2 separate regions of the Canis lupus genome follow, and region 1 is linked to region 2. The links are chromatin contacts, called in public Hi-C maps. All regions are on one chromosome and are shown on one strand. Each heading gives the region's core, a stretch centred on a gene start, on an enhancer-like site or on the middle of the called end of the contact. The rest is flanking DNA. Distances are from core to core; before and after follow the strand shown.

The links. A called contact is a pair of places that touch in the nucleus more often than the background predicts.
Region 1: a Hi-C map of blood shows a contact between it and region 2, with 2.6 times the contacts expected there. The contact joins the enhancer-like site here to the promoter of IBA57 in region 2. A contact is called at or near these places in 2 of 9 Hi-C or Micro-C datasets (both in blood).

What each region holds. Positions count from the first base shown.
Region 1 is chr14:524,203-526,916 of UU_Cfam_GSD_1.0, forward strand. No RefSeq gene overlaps it. Among named protein-coding and RNA genes, the nearest start is that of ARF1, 11 kb to the left of the region's middle. Within about 2 kb of position 1,454, at least 12 of the 20 cell types and tissues checked have an H3K27ac peak or open chromatin away from gene starts, as enhancers often do. A contact at or near this core is called in blood, where this site is marked.
Region 2 is chr14:481,839-484,583 of UU_Cfam_GSD_1.0, forward strand. IBA57 (putative transferase CAF17, mitochondrial) reads right to left here and starts at 1,398. Exons shown (of 3, transcript XM_038556429.1): 1 at 1,058-1,398. The coding sequence starts at 1,398.

The DNA.
Region 1 (2,714 bases), core at 204-2,703, 42 kb after region 2:
CTCTTACCTAACTTCAGGAAGTCAAGGAAGAAAGAGAGCAGACTGAAATTCACACACCAAGACACCCTCTTGAAGAACTGGAAGGATGGAGTGCAGCTTCTCACAGCAGGTGAGCACACTCGCTATGGACCTGCACAGGCTCATCCCTCTGGCCACCTGACTGGAGACCACACCCAGCATTACTGAAACAAGCAGAGAAGCCCAAGGGTGCCTTCCTGGACTTCCGAGCCTGTCCAGTCTGGGGAGACACAGCTCAGCAGGTCTGAATGTCCTCCTTGTGGAGCACACAAAGCTAACAGTTCGACCACATGGGAAAAACCAGAACTGTGAGGGGCACACCACCAGTTTCTGCTTTTGGGGGCAATCAGACAGCACATGAATCAGCCATTCTCCAAACCCACTATCTCAAGTCCTTTGAAGTAGCAAATCTGGACACCTGTCTCTGAAGGCAGCCTCCTAGGAAGCAGAGCCTCCATAATGCCCCAGTGATGTGGATTATTTCCAGCAAGGCATTCCTGAAAACAGGGACAACTCTGCAGAAGCACATCTACGTCCAGCCCATTAACAAGACCAAATCCTTAGGGGAGGAGGACAGGACGCTCTAACAAAATGGCTAGATTGGTGATTAACACACACTCAACTCCCTCTAATTCTGGAGCCAGTTGGTGAGAGCATATGCATTTCCAGCTTGTGCAGTTAGGGTACTCCGTGCTTGCCGACACTCCAAGTGATATCGGCAGCCCCGCAGTGGGTCCCCCATATAATACACTGGGAGAGGTCTGTCTCAGCACAGCTACAACACAGCCTGGCGTCCACACTCCTTCGCACAGACACACAAAGCCAGAAATGCAGAACCAGCCATGCAAACAGCAGACAGAAAAACGTGCTGACCACTCACTTGCTAGTTCTGAAACAAGAACTACAGCCGACCCCTGGAACCCCAGCAGCAGGCCCAAGGCACAGCACTAACAGTGACTTCCGGGACCACCCCAAAGCTCTGCGTTCCCTCCTCCTGTCAACGACTTCTTGTGCAATTCTGCTTGACGTTTGAGGAAATGGGAGGGTGCCAGGAGCTCAGAGGGCAGTCGGAGCTAAGCACTCTACACTAACCAGCAAGCCTTGTTAACCCCTGGCTCAGCACCACCCGCACTATGCAACAAGTGAGCGCTAGGGCGCAGGGCCTTCCCATCTCTGCCCACCGCGGGCGGCCGGGAAGCAAGGCCCGTGTCGTGGCCCCACCACCGGCGCCTCCTGGGGCCGCAGGGGCTACCCTCGGACCCCAGGACCCCTCCCCAGGGCACCGGTACGGGAAGGCTGCCCCGTCCCACCCCCGTCCTCCGAGCCCACAGGAACTGGGCTCAAACCCTGGCCCTCGCGTGACCTTGGCAGCGTCCCGGACCCCGGGCTTCGGTTTCCTGGTCCTCGAGACCCCGAGGCGGGAGGCCTCGCAGGCGGAGCAGGAAGCAGAGCTTCCTGGGGAGCCCGTGGCCTGGGCCGGACTTCCGGGCGTCCACCCGGCGGCTCTACGGGGCGCGAGGCCGCGGCGGGGCGCTGGGGCAGCCGACCCTCGCCCGGGGCTCCGCCCCCGCCGCGCTCCCCTCTCACGGCCGGCTCTCGGCTCCTAGCCCCCGCCCCGCCCCGCCCCGACCCCCCCGCAGCCTCGACCCCAGGCCCGCTCTTGGCAGCCTTCCACCCAGCCCCGGCCTCGACCCGGCCTCAGCTGGACCCCCAGCCCAGCCCAGCCTCGACCCCCGGCCCAGTCCTCGACACCCGCACTGCCTCGTTCCTCATCCCAGCCCCGACCTCGGACTCGACTCGAGCCCGCCCCCGTCTCCATCCCCGGCCCAGCCCGCCGCGCCCGCCCCGCCTCGGCCCCCGGCCCCCGGCCCCCGGCCCCCGGCCCCCGGCCCCCCGCCCCCGGCCCCGGCCTCGGGCCTCGCCACCCCGGCCTCACCCCGGCCCCCGCCCCGCCCGGCCTCACATGGCCCTCACCGCCCCGCCGCCACGGCGGTGGGCAGGGCCTCGCGGGGCCGGGACCGCCCCCGCCACCCAGCCCCGGCCTCGACCCCGGCCCCGGCCCGCCGCCTCACCCTCGGCGGCCGCGGCGAGGCTACTGCTCCGAGCCAGGCGTTGGTTTCGCTCCCACAAGATGGCGGCTCTGACGGCGGCCACGTCAGTGCCTCCTGCCGCGGGGGACGCTGGGGAACGGGGCGGGCCTGCCTGCGGCTCCGCCCACTCCCCGCCGCAGCGCGCACGCGCAGACTCTGGGCAGGAGCGGGCGCGCGGGGACAGGGGCTGCGCCCCGCCCCGGGCCGCCCCGGTCCCGCCACCGCGCGGGCGTACTTGCTTTCCCTGGCCCGGGCGGAGTCAGCCCGCGCCCGCGCCCGCGCCCGCGCCCCGCTTTTTCCCGACCCCGGGTGTCTCAAACCCACCTACTGGTGTAGATGAAGGGACCGAGGTGGGCAAGGGCCCTGCGGCCGTGGCGCACGAAAGGGCGCCTGTGCCCTCCCTAACCTAGCAGGTCCCGGTGGACCAGCGGCCGGGTGTGGGAGTCGTGGCCGCAGTCGGTGCCCGGGCCCGGCGTGACCCCAGAGCCCACCCGAGGGAGCAGGCCGCAGACCGAATAAAGAAGCCGCGGCCAGTGGCGCAGCCAGGCTGGGGACGGCGCTGCCCCCGGGGTCGCCGCCAGCCGAGGTCCCAGAGCCCTGGAAGGA
Region 2 (2,745 bases), core at 148-2,647:
ATGCCTAGAGACACCTTGGGCCGTCCACACAATGGACAGGACTCAGTGCTGAGAACAAACGGGCTTCTAAACCACCAGGAGCCGTGGGGGAATCTGAGGGGTGGGTTACTGGGTGAAAGCCGCCCATCCCAGCAGGCACGCGCTCTGCGATTTCAAGTGTGGGGCGTCCTGGAGAAGGCGGGGCTGTGGACACAGGAGACAGGTCCCCTCTGGGGGCAGCGGGGGAGGACTTGGGGAGCACTGCAGAGCTTTGGGGCCGTGAAACCATCGTTGTGTGACCCTGCGGTCCTGGGCACACGTCCTACTCCGTGCCCACGGCAGGCACAGCACCAGGAGTGAACCCCATGGATGGGGGGTGGGAGGGTGAGGCGGCTCTGGGTGATGCAGCATCAGTGCGGGTCCATCAGCTGGAACCCATGCACCCTCCTTCTGGTGGGGACGCTGACCTGAGGGCGGCTGCATGCAAACAGGAGCTCTCCAATCCTTCCCCTCAATTCTACTGGAGCCAGAAGCTGCTCCAAACAGTCAAGGCCACTATAAAAGCAAAGCAGTGAAGCCACCCCTGCGACCAGGTGCCGCACCCAGGAACACCGAACAGGGAGCCTGAGGAAGGAACAAGGTAGGGACACCAGAAACTCCAGAGAGCAGCAGGCAGGGGGCGCTGGGCTCCCAGGGAGGCGGCCCTCTCCCCAGTGCGAACCTGGGCCAGGCAAGTAGGCAGGACTGGACCCACAGGAGGAGCCAGACCTCACCGCAGGCACTGGGGCCAGTACATACCTCATATAGGTATATGGCTCCTCACCTGCCCGAAAGGGAGCCGACTGCGGGGCGACCCCCTGTGGCACTGCAGACCCCACCCGCGGCTTCCCCAAGCGCAGCTGAGCAGAAACAGCCACTCGAAGGTGCTGACCTCGGACACCAGCTGGGAGTCTCCGGCCGGGCGCGGGAGGCCGGGTCCGGCGTCCTCCCCCGCCCTCCCCCGCCCTCCCCCCGCAGCGGGGCCGCCCGCCGGGGCCCTCCCCCGCCCCCCCCCCCGCAGCGGGGCGGCCGCGCTCACCCGTACAGGAGCACGTCGTAGAGCGTGCGGCCCTGGGCGCTGAGGACGTGGGCGTAGCCGGCTCGCGCCAGGGGCGGGGCCGCGCCGGCCGCAGGGCCCGGGAGCGGCAGCTCATTGGTCAGCAGCCCCAGGAGGAAGGGCGCGGAGTCCGGCCCGCGCACGCGCAGCAGAGCGCGCTCGGCCAGCGGGAAGCAGGCCCAGGCCGCACCGCCCCCAGGGTCGTCGCCCTGACGGCCCGCGCTCTGAGCCAGGCGGCGCCCTGGAGCCGCGCGCAGCCGCCAGCACCAGGCCGGGCCGCCGCGCCCCGGAACCGCGCCCCGGAGCAGCGCCGCGGCCGCCATCTTGGGGAGGAGTGGGGCGGCGCGAAGGGGCGGCCCCGCTGCGGCGCGGGCGGGAGTGCACGGGGGGCGGGGCTCGCGGGGCAGGACGGAGCTTCCGGCGGGCGGGGCGTTTGCGCGGAGGGGGCGGGGCTCGCGAGGAGGGGCTGGGGGGCGGGGCCTCGCGCTGCGCGTCTGCCTCCCGCCCTGGGTCCGGGCGCCTGACCTGTCCCTGTGGTCCCGCCGGCTTCGCTGCGGCAAGGTGAGCTCCGCCTCCTCGCCGAGGCGCCGTCCAGCTCACTTGCGTGCCGCCGCCGCCAGCTGCCGGGACTCCCGCTGCCCTGTGTCGGGGAGCCTGACTCCCGAGGGCGTCCGGAGCAGGTGCCAGGGCTTCCTCTGTCGTGGGGAGGTGTCCGTGGCTTGGAGACCCTGGTCGCAGTTCCTGTGGGTATCGTGTGCAGGACGCCTTTCTCCCCCTGTGGGTTCTCAGCTCTCACAATCCCCTTTTCTGATGCTCTGGATGCTAGATGTGCTTGGGAGGGGGCCCCCGCTCTGGCCCCATCCACGTGGAGTCACACCCCACAGGCCACCTCACAGCAGACGCCAGCCACAGTCCAGGGGTCGCCCCCGCTGACCCCCCGGCTACAGGCCAGAGGCTCCCACGGCCCCTCCTCGGGTCCCTGAACTTGCTGGAGCGGCTCAGATCTCAGAGAAATGTTGGACGTTACCAGCTTATTATCCAAGGCTGTGACCCCGGGGCCAGCCCCGGGGCAGGTCACTCTCCCCACGTCTCCACGTGCTCACCAGCCCCAAGCTTCCCAAGCCTGTCCTCCCGGGTTTTCATGGGGCCTCATCACTGGGCATTGGTGACGGACCCCTCTCCCCTCCCAGAGATCAGGGGGCAGGACTGAAGCATCCAACAACCCTCTGCTCCCAGGGTTGGGTCCCCTGGCCACCTGCCCCCATCCTGAGGGGCCACCCAAGGTCACCTCCACACTCCCTCAGGGGCTCCTTACGAGCACCAGGACACCTCCATCGCTCTCCTCACTTGGGGAAACCCCAAGGGCCTTGGGCATTCTGTGCCAGGAGCCGTGACAAAGACACACGTGCTTCGTGGTATAAACCACATGATCAGAGGTGCATACCCCAAGGGGAGTTGCCAGGTCATATGGTAATTTTCTGACTTTCCAAGGAAAGTCCATACCATTTTCAGTGGTGTGTGCATCAATTGGGAGACACGCCCCATCCCAGGTGGCTAAACCAGACATCGGTGTCTTGAAATTCTGGAGCCTGGAGTCCAGGAACGGTCAGTTTCTGCTGAGGCCTCTCTCCGTGGCGTGCAGACAGGCCCCCTTGCCTTTACTGTGCCTT